Linked DNA regions of Zea mays: region 2 is linked to region 1. The links are chromatin contacts, called in public Hi-C maps. All regions are on one chromosome and are shown on one strand. The core of a region is the stretch at or near the end of the contact, and the rest is flanking DNA. Distances in the headings are between cores, read along the strand shown. Region 1 holds the start of LOC100217127 (Tetratricopeptide repeat (TPR)-like superfamily protein). Region 2 holds the start of LOC100273176.

Evidence for each region. A called contact is a pair of places that touch in the nucleus more often than the background predicts.
Region 2: a Hi-C map of leaf shows a contact between it and region 1, with 7 times the contacts expected there. The contact joins the promoter of LOC100273176 here to the promoter of LOC100217127 in region 1. A contact is called at or near these places in 2 of 25 Hi-C or Micro-C datasets (endosperm and leaf).

The regions. Positions count from the first base shown.
Region 1 is chr7:179,120,209-179,127,266 of Zm-B73-REFERENCE-NAM-5.0, forward strand. It overlaps LOC100217127 (Tetratricopeptide repeat (TPR)-like superfamily protein), which reads right to left and starts at 4,535. Exons shown (of 7, transcript NM_001350710.1): 1 at 3,098-4,535; 2 at 1,874-2,199; 3 at 1,603-1,787; 4 at 1,335-1,505; 5 at 673-873; 6 at 1-21. The coding sequence starts at 4,305.
Region 2 is chr7:179,327,036-179,333,627 of Zm-B73-REFERENCE-NAM-5.0, forward strand. LOC100273176 reads left to right here and starts at 4,542. Exons shown (of 2, transcript NM_001147621.1): 1 at 4,542-4,762; 2 at 6,329-6,592. The coding sequence starts at 4,709.

The DNA of each region.
Region 1 (7,058 bases), core at 3,285-5,784:
GAGGCCAGATTCAATTGCTTGCTGCAAATGTGACAACAAAGATAGCAGGAAAAGTCAGTATCGAACTATAAGTCATCAGCAAAACATCTGCAAATATTGAAGAGACAACCAGGTTCAATCTAGAGTATGGAATGCACAATAAAATCAAGATGGCCAGTGGGAACGCAAGACATGTATTCATTCATGTCGTTAATAATTAGTAAAATAGAGGGGGGGGGGGCAGGCCCTTAGCCAGCTCACATTTTTCATTTGGTAAAATGTTGTAGTAGCTAGTAAAACTAGATCCTAGGATAAGAGTATAACACAGCCAGTCTAAGGGGTTGTTTGTTTGGGATTATAATCTACTCAGATCATATAATCTGGGCAGATTATAATCCCAAACAAACATGCCCTAACAAGTAAAACAAATACAAGACAGCAATCAAAAGCAGAAGACGGGCTTGCTAGTGTCACTATAGAAGAATCAAGAAACATATATATTAATCCATCCAGTTACCAAATAATAGTAAAAAAACAGCGTTAAAGAACTCAGATGTCAGATGCATATCAATTTCTTTCCTATAATGATGTGTTGAAACAAAAACTGATCTAAAAAATGATATAGTACATCAATTGTAGACAAAAACTATAAGGCATCAATCACAAGCCCAAGGAAAAGGATAATATGCTTACCTCATATATTTGTCTTGTCCTTGGAACACCAAAGAGTTCGGCAGCGCGTGCTATATAGATTTCGTACATGGCCATTTTTTCAGAGTTAGGAACAGCTCTTACAGCCTCATCATATACATTCATAGCACGTTTTGCAAGACCATAGTCTTCCTCCAGTTTTGCCCATTGTAAATATAGGGGCTTCTTTTCCTCTGCAGGAGCCTGATCACAATAAATAGTGTAAGTACAGAAGCAAGAAGTTGAAAGTAACTTCCTCAAGAATCCAAAGTTGCATGCAGGTAACAGTGACTCAAACAAGTAAATCAAGAGTGAGGAATAATATGACATACTACAACAGGAGCTGAGGGACACATGGTTCCAGAAGAAGCACAGAATCAAGTGTAATTTGGAATTGAAAAACTTGCCATGGTGCTTAAATTGCACTCCATTCCAAATTATAAGATGTTTTGTCTTTTTTTGATACATGACTTTTGCTATGTATTTAGATACATGACTAGATGCATAGTAAAATCAATGTATCTAGAAAAGCTAAAACATCTTGATACATGACTTTTTCTATGAATTTTTCAATGCATGCCCATATGATGATGCTAAAAAGTGGTGAATATGATTGTGAGGAGCACATTGCGCGTAAAACAAAGCATGGGTGAAATTTTACATACCTGTTGGACAGCTTCATGGAAAAGCTCTCTTGCTCGCTCTAACTTGCTTCGCTTGTATCTATGTACAAACTTTGTAAGGTAGGTCACCCAGATGGCCTTAACGTGGGGATACTTGAATATTTTCACGCCCCTTTCATACACTTTAAATGCATCTTCGAAATACTTGTGCTCCTGTTGTGAGAGAACAGTAGCAGACAGAATATTAAAAGATACATTAAAAGATCCTATTTGAAACGTAAAACATGCTGAATTTGGAGAAAGATATTACCTCGAGGAGATATGCATAATTGAGAATTATCTGTGGAGTGGCAATTCGTAAATCCAATATTCTCTCATAAACCGCACGGGTAGAGTCTAAGGTTCCGAGGCTCTCCTCCAGATCAACATAAAAGCTCCACAGTTTCAAAGATTTGTGCACTTTCATTTGGACAGGCTCATCCCCCTCAGCAGCAGCTGCATCAATCATATTGTTAGCATGAATGTTCTGTAAAATACAGGAAAATTTAGAAATAACACAGATCTAACAGCATAAATTATACCCCGCCTCTTAACCTCAACAGAGGGTTCTGATGTTGCTTGCCTCATCAGTTCAATAGCCTTGTCAAAATTGTTGTGGCGCAACTCCATCTCTGCCCACTCACACCAGATACTAGCTAAATGGTCAACTGCCTTATAATTAACTTGAGTAGCCCGTTTGAAGATATCTTCAGCACTATCTAGACGACTGTGTTTCTCATACATCTTTGCAAATGCCACCCACAGAGTATGTGGTTTCCCAACTGCCTTCATTGGGTCTACAGTTTTCACGGCCTCAACATATGTCGCTACTTGCCTTGCAGGATCCTTTTCAAAGAGTTTCACCCTCCTGCACATATTGACATATTGTTGCATTGTTAGCCAATCCATCAAACCAGAACAAAAGGAAATGGTAATGTGAATTAGTAGCACACTACATGTTTACATCTCACGACATAATTATTTAAAGGAGATCTGAGCCACTTGCAATCACTAAAGAATCAGTAATTTTCCCAGCTATAGAGAAACTGTGACACTTACAACCACATGTCCATGCCTTAAAATACCCAATTAACTCATACAATAGCACTCTTTGTTCGAAATTATTGTCCACTTTAGTTTTGTATTAAATCAAAATTCTCTAAATTTGACAAAGTAAGTACTACAATTCCAAATAGATGCACTATCAAGACATATTTCATGGAGAATTGAACTGAACCAAATTGAATTTGGTTCAAGCTAAATTGAACTATAATTTGGGAACTGAGGGGATAAATGCACTATCAAGACATTTCATGGAGAATTGAACTGAACCAAATTGACTTCGGGCAAAGCTAAAGTGAACTATAAGTTGGGAACTGAGGGAGTTGATTTTACAGCATACTTAGTTTTGAAAAGAGGGAGCACAATGTTGCAAGTTTTGCGTGCTTGTAATTCTGTGGAATGGGTTGATTGGTTCATCACGAATTTTCCAATTAAGATTGATGTATCAAGTAGTAACCTACAATCCAGAAGATTGATATCCTAGCTTGTCTAAAATTCTGACAAACATCTTAATGAAAATTATTGGGTGGGTCGGGTGGGGGGTGGGGGCATGCATTCAAAGGGTGCCAGAAACTGAACAATCCCTCAGAAACATTAACAGTTGACTGTGATACACAATTGCTAGCTCAATCTGCACACATCCAGGTGATAAATCTGCCTAGACAGCACAACCAATAAAGTTCAGGTGTTATAGCAGATCACACCTGTGCCATTCCTCCACATTGTGTGGATTCTGTCGCAGCAGCACACTGCTAAGAAGCTCTGGTCTGCGATCCAACAGCCGCTCAAACCTTGCCATCCTCAAATCAGTATCATCCTCATCGTTCAACCAGAATTCATTGAGGAATTTCTTCGATAACTTATCCATCCCACTCTTCCTGCCCCCTCCCTCGTTCTCATCCTCAGCCCCTTCTTCCTCAGCAGCCTCAAGCTTTGCCGCAAGCATACTCTGCTCAAACTGTGTATATGCCTCAAACACCACACTGAACTCCTTGACGGTAACCACTGAAGAAACACCCTCCTCAAACACATCCCTAGCTTTTTCAAAAAGGCCTCTCCTGACATAGTAATCAGCCAGTGAGGTCCACAGCTTGCCGACCTCATCAGTGAACTTGCGTATCCCACCACGCAAGATGGCGTCCACCTTGAGGCCAGCAACCTCATCAGCGTGCTTGGTGAGGATCTCACAGAGCTCAAGCCAGAGCTGGTGCCTCGTTTTCCCCTTAACTGAGCGGAACCCGTCGTCGTTGAGCACAGAAGCTAGACGGTTGGCGGCCTCCTGCCAGTGGTTGGCTGATATGAGGAAATTGATGAAGTCCTCAGCGTGGGAGGGGTCAAATTGGAGGTATCGGCGGAAGACTCGGAGCGACGTCTCGACGGGGCAGGCCGGAAGCGAAGCGAGGCGAAGGTACAGCGGCCAGATGCGGTCATGCTGCGTGACGGGGAGCGCCCGGAGCGCGCGGTCGAAGGCGCGGCGCGCGCGCGTGAGCAGGCGCTGGTCGAGCAGCGAGGTGAGGTAGAGGACCCAGACGCGCGGCATCTTGTGCATGGTGGCCAGCGCCCGCTCGAATGTGTTGTTGAGGGAGGAGTAGGCCGGGTGGTCGATGGGGTGCGGGCGCGCGTGGTCGAGGCGGTCGCGGAGGTAGGCGTGCCAGAGCTTGTAGCTTCCCGGGAGCGCCTTGAGCGCGCGCTCGTAGATGACGGCGCGCTTGGCAAACGGCGCGGTCGCGCGGGCCACGAGGTAGCGCCACCACCCCTTGAGCTTGAAGGGCTCCCGCAGGATCTCCTCCTCGTACGGCAGGTCGTCCTCCGTTGGGTACAAGTCCGGCGAGATCCCGACGGCCAGGGACGGTGCGGACTTCACCGGCGCCGGCGCCGACGCCACGGCCACCGGACCCGACGCTGACGGCATCCTGACGCGGGGATTGGCCGAGCCTCGCTAGGGTTTAAGAGTCCGGCCTGGCGCGCTAGCAGGCGATGGAGGCGGGTAGGGCGCGAGGGGGAGACCGGCGACCGCCTTCTGGGGATTGTAAGCGGTGGAGAGGAGGGAGCGGGGCGGTGATTGGCGGCGCGGCGTCCTCGACGTCGACGCGATGGAGCGGGCGGCCCCAGTGGCGTCGCTGCTAGGTGGGCGTCTCGCAGGCGACAGTGGAGAGCATGGAGGTGGACTCTGCGGACCAGGCCCAAGCGGCGCGGGCTTGGAAGATGGAGGTGATTTGGGGAATTAACGAGGCCCGAGACCAAGCGCAGGTGGCCGGGTGGTTTTGGGCTCTTTTCGATCGATACTTCCGGCCGGCGTACTCTTTCTATTTCAAATTATCAAGTGCAAAATAGACATCTGATTTCCCACATCAAACAATCGATCTCGCTCATCCATTAGCCATCAAACAAAGACCAACACAATAACAAGTCAACTTATATGAATATACAAGGTCTAGGATAGATCTTCAATAAGGCAACCAATGTTGCAATGCAATCACGTAGAAAAACATACATGATTTATCTTAGGCCATGTTTATTTACTTTCAGGATTATATAATTTAACTTATTAAATATATAAGAACATATTGACCTGCTTATAGATTATTATAATCTAGATATCTAGATTACATAATCCACCTAATAAGGGTGTGTTTGTTTTCATCCTAGATTATTTAAATTGGACTGTGGTGGAAGGGTAGAATATCACTTTAGGACGACAAATAGACTAAAATAAGTTAGTATTAGATAGCTTATTTTAGCTTATTTGTGATCTCAAAGTGATATTTTACTATCCTACCATTCCACCATAATTCAACTTATATAATCTAGAAGGGAAACACATGTGTTGCTTATTTATCTCTCAACTTATTTAAGCTAGATTATGTACTTGTTTGGATTTACAAAACTAAAACAAAGTGAAAATTTTAGTCACCACTTGTTTGGAACAAGTGACTAAACAATCATTAATAACATTAAATGTTGTTCACTAATGCCATGGCGTAGCCAACAACCCAACACCACCCCTTGCTGCACAGTCGTCGAGGGCCTGGGACAGGGGCGGACCCAAGTAGGCCCGAGTGAGGGCACATGCTCCTGCTCATTTATTTGTTCTTAGTATTAGAGTCTAGATTGTCACCATAAAGTCCCCTGCTTAATCTAATTTAGATGTCCCCGCTTTGTTATTTTTGGTGTTTGTCCTTACAAATATGCCATCAGTCATATTTTATTTTGGTTCCACTCCTGGCCTCGGAGTGGGTTGCGTGAGGGGGAAGTCCGGAAGTGGAGAGGGGTAGAGCAGTAAAAGTAGAGACTTTAGTTAGTTTTAGCACCTCCTTGAAAGTTAAAGGAACTAAAATATTTTAGTCATTTTTAGCTCTTTGTGTTTGAAAGTTTAGCTTCTAAACTTACTAAATTTTAGTCACATTGTTTTAATGTTGTGGATCCAAACAGGTCTATTATATAATTTAGAGGGTAACAAACGGGCCATCTCCAACAGTAAAAGCTAGCACAACCTCTAAGCTAAATGAACATGGAGGAGATAGAAACTGCGTTAATTAGTCATGAACATCTTGTTGTGAGGGAGACGTATCGTGGAATATGTGTGACTATCTCTTGAGTATCTGCTAGCCTCTTGCCTATTGCACTACTCAATGGCTTAAAAACGTGATCCCTACCTCTAAGCTATAAATCATTGGATATACCTTTTGCAATGGCACAAAAGTTAAAATGTATTTCCTCCGATCTTTTTCATTCATTGTTTGCTAGTATAAAGTTAAACTATCCAGTCAGGGACGGACCTAGCCCAAAATCCGAGTGGGGGCCCAACTATTGAGTTGAGGCCTAAATAGAGGCTTATTAGCAAATAACCTTTCATAACTACAGTAATTAAGATAGAAAGTCCACTGTAATCAGAAATTTGAGTGGGGGCATGTGCCTCACTCGCCATAACGTCGATCCGTCGTTGTATCCAGCTATAAATAAAAAAGTGGTAATAGTACCCATTAGTCATCAGTGCATGGTTAAGACTATTGTTTTTAGATACTCAATAAATACACCGGTATTAGGTTATTTCCTTGAAGGTTATTCAATTTTGAATAAGAAGGTGATTCTAGCCTCTCCAACCTCCTCCAGTTTTGAGACTTCTAAACTAGCCTTGAGTGTAGATTTGGCTCTTGGCTTGGGTATCACGGTGCCAGCTCGATCAATATTAGTAGTTTCTTTGCATCTCGTGCAAATGAATGCTTCTGTTTGGGGTGATGATGCTGACCAGTTCAATCATCATCGGTCCCTTAAATAGAACGTTGATCTGACAGGTCTGCTCTCTCTTTGTCCCTCTTATATTTACACTTTTCTGTGTTTGGAGAAATTTCATGCATGGCTTGCAGATGTATTATTGAACAGCGTGTCGTTTGCAACAGCATTTTGAAGACTATATATCCATCACTTCATTATTGTTTGTATGCATATGGATCAGTCACACATTTGTTAGGCATTTACCATTTTTTGGCCTTTTTTGCAAAATTCTTGGTGATTATTCATTAACCTCTTACTTTGCTTCACTCGTAGCATCCATAATTGTCGGGTGCATGAACATGATACCTAAAATAAGGCATATAAAACCTTCTTGTCCACCAAAGTCTGCATGGCAGGACGACCAACTAGGTCCTGCCGAGCCAGTCCACG
Region 2 (6,592 bases), core at 3,292-5,791, 210 kb after region 1:
GTTTCTGGACAGTGCCTTTGAATAGTCTAAAGCATCAGACCACAGACCATCTGGGTGTGCACCACGAACCATTCGCAATAGGTAGTTAAGTCGACCAGAGACAGCCAACCACCCATTCTCAGCTTTCGAAACCTCTATATCACACAAAGCAACCAAAAGTGCTCTCTTGTCGTTTGTGAGCGGACGAAGGCTTTCTTCCGCGAACTCTCCAGGAGATGCTTGGAACTCATCTCAACATGTATTCCTCTCGGTATTTGCAATCTAGTTGGGTTACCTTAGTTTTCTCAACATATTGGGTTGTCTAGGGTTTGTGTCTCTGATTTGTAATTGGCAAATCGATTCAACAACACTGATGGGGGATTAGATTATGCTATCAGTTGTGACCATGCTACTAAAATTTGTGATTGTTCCATTGGTTATTCTTGTCAATATCAATAAAATTATCAATCGAGTGATCTCTGGATGTCAAGGTCACCTCTACAGACGCGTGGATCGTCCTTCAGGGTTGCGTAGACCGTCCGAGAGTAGCAGCGCGGGTCGTCCCCCCCTAGCGTGAACATTCCGCTAGTGGAAGTTCAGCGTAGCTTGCAAGTCTTAAATTATGGCTTATTTTATTATGTTAATTATTGGATATAGCTTTTGTAATACAATGGTCTAGGCAAACTCAAGAAGATGACAAGGTGCTTCAAGGTTGGTGCTTCAAAGCGCCACAGTGCAAGCGATGATGTGGATTATGATCCTACTGCAGATACAGAATCCCAGCCATCAGTTGGAGAAATGTTTCTCTTGTTGCAAAAGATGCTCCACAAAGGCACCCATGTTTTCCAATTGATGTCTTAGATGGACATTTCCCAAGAGAATATTTTCTTTGGTGGAGTACTATTTTAGAAGGACAACTAATTAGTACTCTCTGCCCAGTGATACCAACATTCAATCTTTCACACTTAGTTGTAGTTCGATGTCTTCTAGGGAAATTTAATGGATACAAACTTTTACAAGCACCATGTGATTGATTGGGAGTACATTCAAAATGAGACATCGATGGAGGGTTTGATTCCGAAGTTCCAAGTATGTTGGTTGTATGACTTTATGGGTCTCAAGACAGATTATAATGAGATGGTAATCAGACATTTCCTTGCAATTGTTGAGATAGATATTGAGGATAAAACTATATCTAGATGACAGGCTTTAAGAGGTGTGATGGGACTTTTGCTGAATTTGCTGCCGCAAATAGTTTGAACTATGATTTGATATCAGCTTGCATTGACCTTTATACTAAGGATAACCTTGAGGAACATGTGCAATGTTATGAGCCTGCAAGGTTAGGGATTGATAGAAGAATTGGTGAAACATGAGGACTCAGACACCATCTTCAATGATCAACAAGATTGCTAGAGTCACCTCCTTCCCAAGAGTGCGGAAAAAACAAGATTAGAGATAAGTTTTAAACATTATTCACCATGTGATGAATGGTGAGGTAATGAATGTGGCCACCTTTATGCCGGGACAACCCAATCACCTCAATATGGACAAGAACCAAAATTTGACCTAAGAACCTTATATCATGGCCTTGATCAAGGCAAAGATAAGGTTTGAGGGCAGATGTGAGGTGGATCACACTTAGTTTAAACCTTTCAAGAATGAGACTGCTTTCCTAATCAGACCTCTAACTCCATTATCAAATGATGGAGAGGCAGCAAGTGATGATGAGCATGATGCTCCTATTCATGAGGAAGCTCAGCAGATGTGTGATATCCTGGCCCCTGGGATGGGATATCCTGGCCCAAGGCTTAATAGAATTAATAGAGTATTCATACCAATAAGGTGCGTCTTCTTTTTTCGGAAGCTTATCTCGAAAGAACCTCCAAGTTAAGCGTGCTTGTCTTGGAGCAATTTGGGATGGGTGACCGACCGGGAAGTTTTCTCGGGTGCACATGAGTGAGGACAAAGTGCGCACAAAAGACTCGTATTGGTCTATGAGGATAATATATGATCTTAGAGAGCTGTCAGGAATAAGTACCGCCGCTCCAGGGATTGGACGAGATGTTACAAGTGGTATCAAAGCCGACCCTTGAGGTTTCACGGGTGTGTGTGGGCTAGGGGGTTCGGGTATATGGCGCACGACGCATGTGGGCCCGGAGTGGTCACATGGCATGGCATAGGACGACACTAGACACACAGACGTGGCTAAGAGGGGGAGGTCCTGGATTGGGGTTTACCGACGAGGACATCAGTCTTCTAAGGGGGTGGATTGTGATATCCTGGCCCCTGGGATGAGATATCCTGGCCCAAGGTTTAATAGAATTAATAGAGTATTCATACCAATAAGGTGCATCTTCTTTTTCGGAAGCCTATCTCGAAAGAACCTCCAAGTTAAGCGTGCTTGGCTTGGAGCAATTTGGGATCGGTGACCGACCGAGAAGTTTTCTCGGGTGCGCATGAGTGAGGACAAAGTGCGCACAAAAGACTCGTGTTGGTCTGTGGGGACAATATATGATCCTAGAGAGCTGCCAGGAGTAAGTACCGCCGGTCCAGGGATTAGACGGGGTGTTACAAGATGCCACAACCTCCACCTCAGCATGGACAATACTGGTAGCCATCTTCAGGTTCATTTGATCCCTACTTCCAGCAGTTGCAGCATGGGTTCTAGACCCACTAGATGGTCAATTCCAGGCTCTACAACATCATATGGGTGGTCGTTTTCAGTCTATGCAGACTCAAGTGGATGCATAGTTTAGGGAGACGTTGGAGGCTACTGATGATCGCTTTGATGACATGAACTCAGAATTATGTGAACTTTGTAGTCACATCCAAGAGCATGTCCATGCCCCATCATGACTCGATGAACAACATGCAATAGAGTTTGGGATTGGAAAAAAATAAGAAATTTTTTGATTTGTTTGAGATTTAAACTCATCCAATACCCTCCAATCCACATGGGTTAAGATGAAAATGGATAAGCTATTATTTTTAATTTTTCCTGATCCGCTCTAATTCATGTGTAATAAGAATAACCGAACAATCCCAATGGAGGAATTTCCCACGGGGAATCGGGATAGGAGCCATTGTCATCTTTAGGGCCTGTTTGTTTACCCCCCAGATTATATAATCTGGATTAAATAATCCTAAGAGGCAAACAAACAGTCCAGCTTATTTGTCGAGATTATATAATCTAACCCCTTGGATTATGATAATCCATAAGCAAGTGAGGAGGTGCTTATTTCAGATTATTTTTCCCCACTTCCCCCACTACCCTTTCAAGTTTCCTAGAAATTACCCACCATTGCCATTATAATCCACCGAATCGTTTTTGCGAGCCCGCCGCCCAACAGAAACACGCCGCCCAGCCCCCACCCTCCGCGCGATCCCGCCCCCCGCCATGTGCAGCCGGAACGACGGGAAGCGGTGGCGCTGCAAGAAGGCGGCCGTGCCGGGGTACCTGTTCTGCGACCACCACATCGCGTGGTCCACACGCAAGCGCAAGCCAAATGTTGTTTGTAGCTTGATTTGTAGCTTGATGTAGATGTGAATGAGGATGAGGAGGAGGACGAGGCTTTTGTAGCTGCGCGAGATCGAGGCCAAATGTTGAAAAGAGTTGGATCTATGCTCGATGCATTTGGTACGTATTATGGTGAAACTTTTCTTAACAAGTCAGTGAGAAGAAAACCTAGTTCAACTGGCTATGATTGGGTGATGACAACAATTAGTAATCCAAACAATTGCTATGATATGTTTCGGATGAGTAGACCTCTTATTGAAAAGTTGCATGACTTGTTGATTTCATCATATGGACTGAATTCTGTTACACCTACCCAGTTATCCTATGGCCAAACAATCCAAAATAATACATGCATGTATGGCTCTTCATAATTTTATTCGTGACAGTTCTTTGGCAGATAAAGAATTTGACCGTTGTGATGAAGATGAAGATTATATGTCAATGCCATCATCTCAGCCTAGTACTAGTCAATTTGGGGATGAAGAAGGTGACATGAATGCCTTCCGTGATAATATTGCTAATGCAATATTTGCCAATGTCAATTGATTTTTTTTTCAAATTATTTATGTAATAAATTATGAATACTCAGAAACGTTTGTTACATTGTTCATCTCATATATGAGTTTCAACCTAGTACAAATATAGAGGGCATTCTTGTCTTTCTCGTACAAAAGAATCTTATTAACAACTCAAATAATCTGGGTAAACAAACAGAACTACTCAGATTATATAATCCAGATTATATAATCCTCCAAAAATAATTCAGATTATATAATCCATAGGGGTAAACAAACATGCCCTTAATCACGGATGTGAATTTAGCGTGAGATTAGGTGACTACTGCGAGTCGTTTGTGATAAGTCTTATCTATTTCCGGTGGAAGATTGTGTTTTAGAGAAGTAAACAAGAGACCGAGATAGAGATTTCACAAAATTAGACCATTAGCTTTTGAACCGCCTAGATCCTTTATTCCCCCCAAATAAAATGAACGCCGATCTGCTCCTCGGTCCAGGCCCAATAACGCGGCGTGGTATCGCTTTCGCGTCTGCGTGCGTGCGTGTGCAGGCAGGCAGGCGGCTGGCCTCCGTCCGCGCATCCTCTTCTGGCGAGGAGCTCCCCCACGCAGCCGCTGCTCTCTCCACGTCCTCTGTTCCTTCCCCTCCCCGATCTCCCCCAATCCGACCAAACCGGCAGAGCCGGGGGGCGGCGATGGCGCTGCGACGGGCGCTCCTCAGATCGGCAGAGATCTCTTTCGAACGCAAGGTCCGACACCCCCCCCCCCCCCCCCCCTTCTCCGTATCCTTGACATTTTGTTCGGTTGGATCCAGTAGCCGGGAGATTCGGAATCCCGCGCGCGAGTTGGGCCTAGCCAGCTGGCGTCGTAGCCGCACTCTGGGAGGCATGTGGGTTCGAGCCGCGGAGGGTAGGGGTAGGGGCGGGTTTCAGTTGTTGGCCTGTTGCTGTATTTCGCGTGGTGATGGAATTTAATCTCTTCCGGCGCGACGGCATGTTAGATTGACAATGTTTGGAAATGGGTGAAAAACTGAGACAGGGGCAGGGTTTCGACTTTCGAGGGGAGATGCGCTTGGAGTGCAACAGTGCACCCCTCCACTCTTTCTGCATGATTAATATGTACCTGTTGTAAGAGTTGTTTCCACTGGAACATGCGAGGTTCAATTGTGAACTGAGAGTCTGAACCTGAACATGCTATTCTTGTGGACAGCATCATTGAAGAAAATCTATACTAATGCTGCTCTTGATCCAAAATCCAAACGAGGGACAAACTTTGTTCTTCTAGCTATGCTTATGTCCTGTGGGTGCATTCCATTGTTAATTGCTACTTTTTGTTTGATTCGGTAAACGTGGTCAGGTATTCAGTAATAGGGAACAAAAGGGACTTCGTATAATTTTTTTTTTTGTGTGTAGACCTTTCGGAATTTGAACATGGTGTTTAGGTGAATTTGAACATGGTGTTTCTGCATCCTTGGATAGGCCACTGGATTTTTGCAGCAAATAACTTTCACCATCTTAAATACTCCACCTATTTTATTCTTGGTATTTCATTCATAACTCTGGGCTATGTCTCAAATAGTCATGTAGCAGATAATGAAGGTTTCCTCTTATCACTCTTATGTGACTAGTAGGATAATCTGAATTGCTTACTTGCTACTGGCTGAGCAGAGTTTTGTATTTGTGGACTAGATTTTAAATATTGTTGAATTGGTTGTCAGGCCTTTGTTGTTAGTTTGTCATCTGGTAGACTGATATGAAAGCTTTAAGCATATGGATTTTTTCAGATATGCTGTGACTTGCACATTCATTTCTTGTATGGAAATATGAACTGATCTGAGATCCTGAAACCATATCATTAATTTTACTGTTTTCTCCTGATTCATGTACAATCCTTATCTTCGTGTCATTCAGTAATTTTTCTGCTACAGCCAGATCTTGTAGAAAACTGTAAAAAAATTGGCTGTGATGTCCTAGTTCTTATCTAGTCACTGTCTCTTCTTTTTCCTTTTTTTCTTTATCAATTTACTCTGTGCTACTTGATATACTGGAGGCAACAGAGTCCATATAAATTCATTGCCATATGTTGATCATGGTATTTGAATCCTATCGATGAAAATTGAAATGTTAGTACCGCTTTACTCACTTGGGAATGAATCTTTCCACCTTTTGCTTCTGAATTTCTGATAGTCACTGCAGTAAACTAACTATGAATATATCAATTTATGAATAGTGTAAAAGCACTTTTTCCTAACAATATGTTATTTCCCAGACTACTATGATTCGTTGGCATGCCCCTCACTTTTAACTTTCTTTCAGGCTGCAATTGAGTACATTCATTCTTTATCAAGGGCACAGCCTGCTCGTTCTCTCAATGGTGCTGGCCTTTGTCCTGCTAGTAGATCACTTAGCACCCAGGCCGCCACTACGTCAAGCACACCACAACCTCCGCCTCCCCCACCCCCTCCAGAGAAGACTCACTTTGGTGGCCTCAAAGACGAGGATCGCATTTTCACCAACCTCTATGGTCTGCATGACCCTTTTCTGAAAGGCGCGATGAAGAGAGGTGACTGGTATAGGACC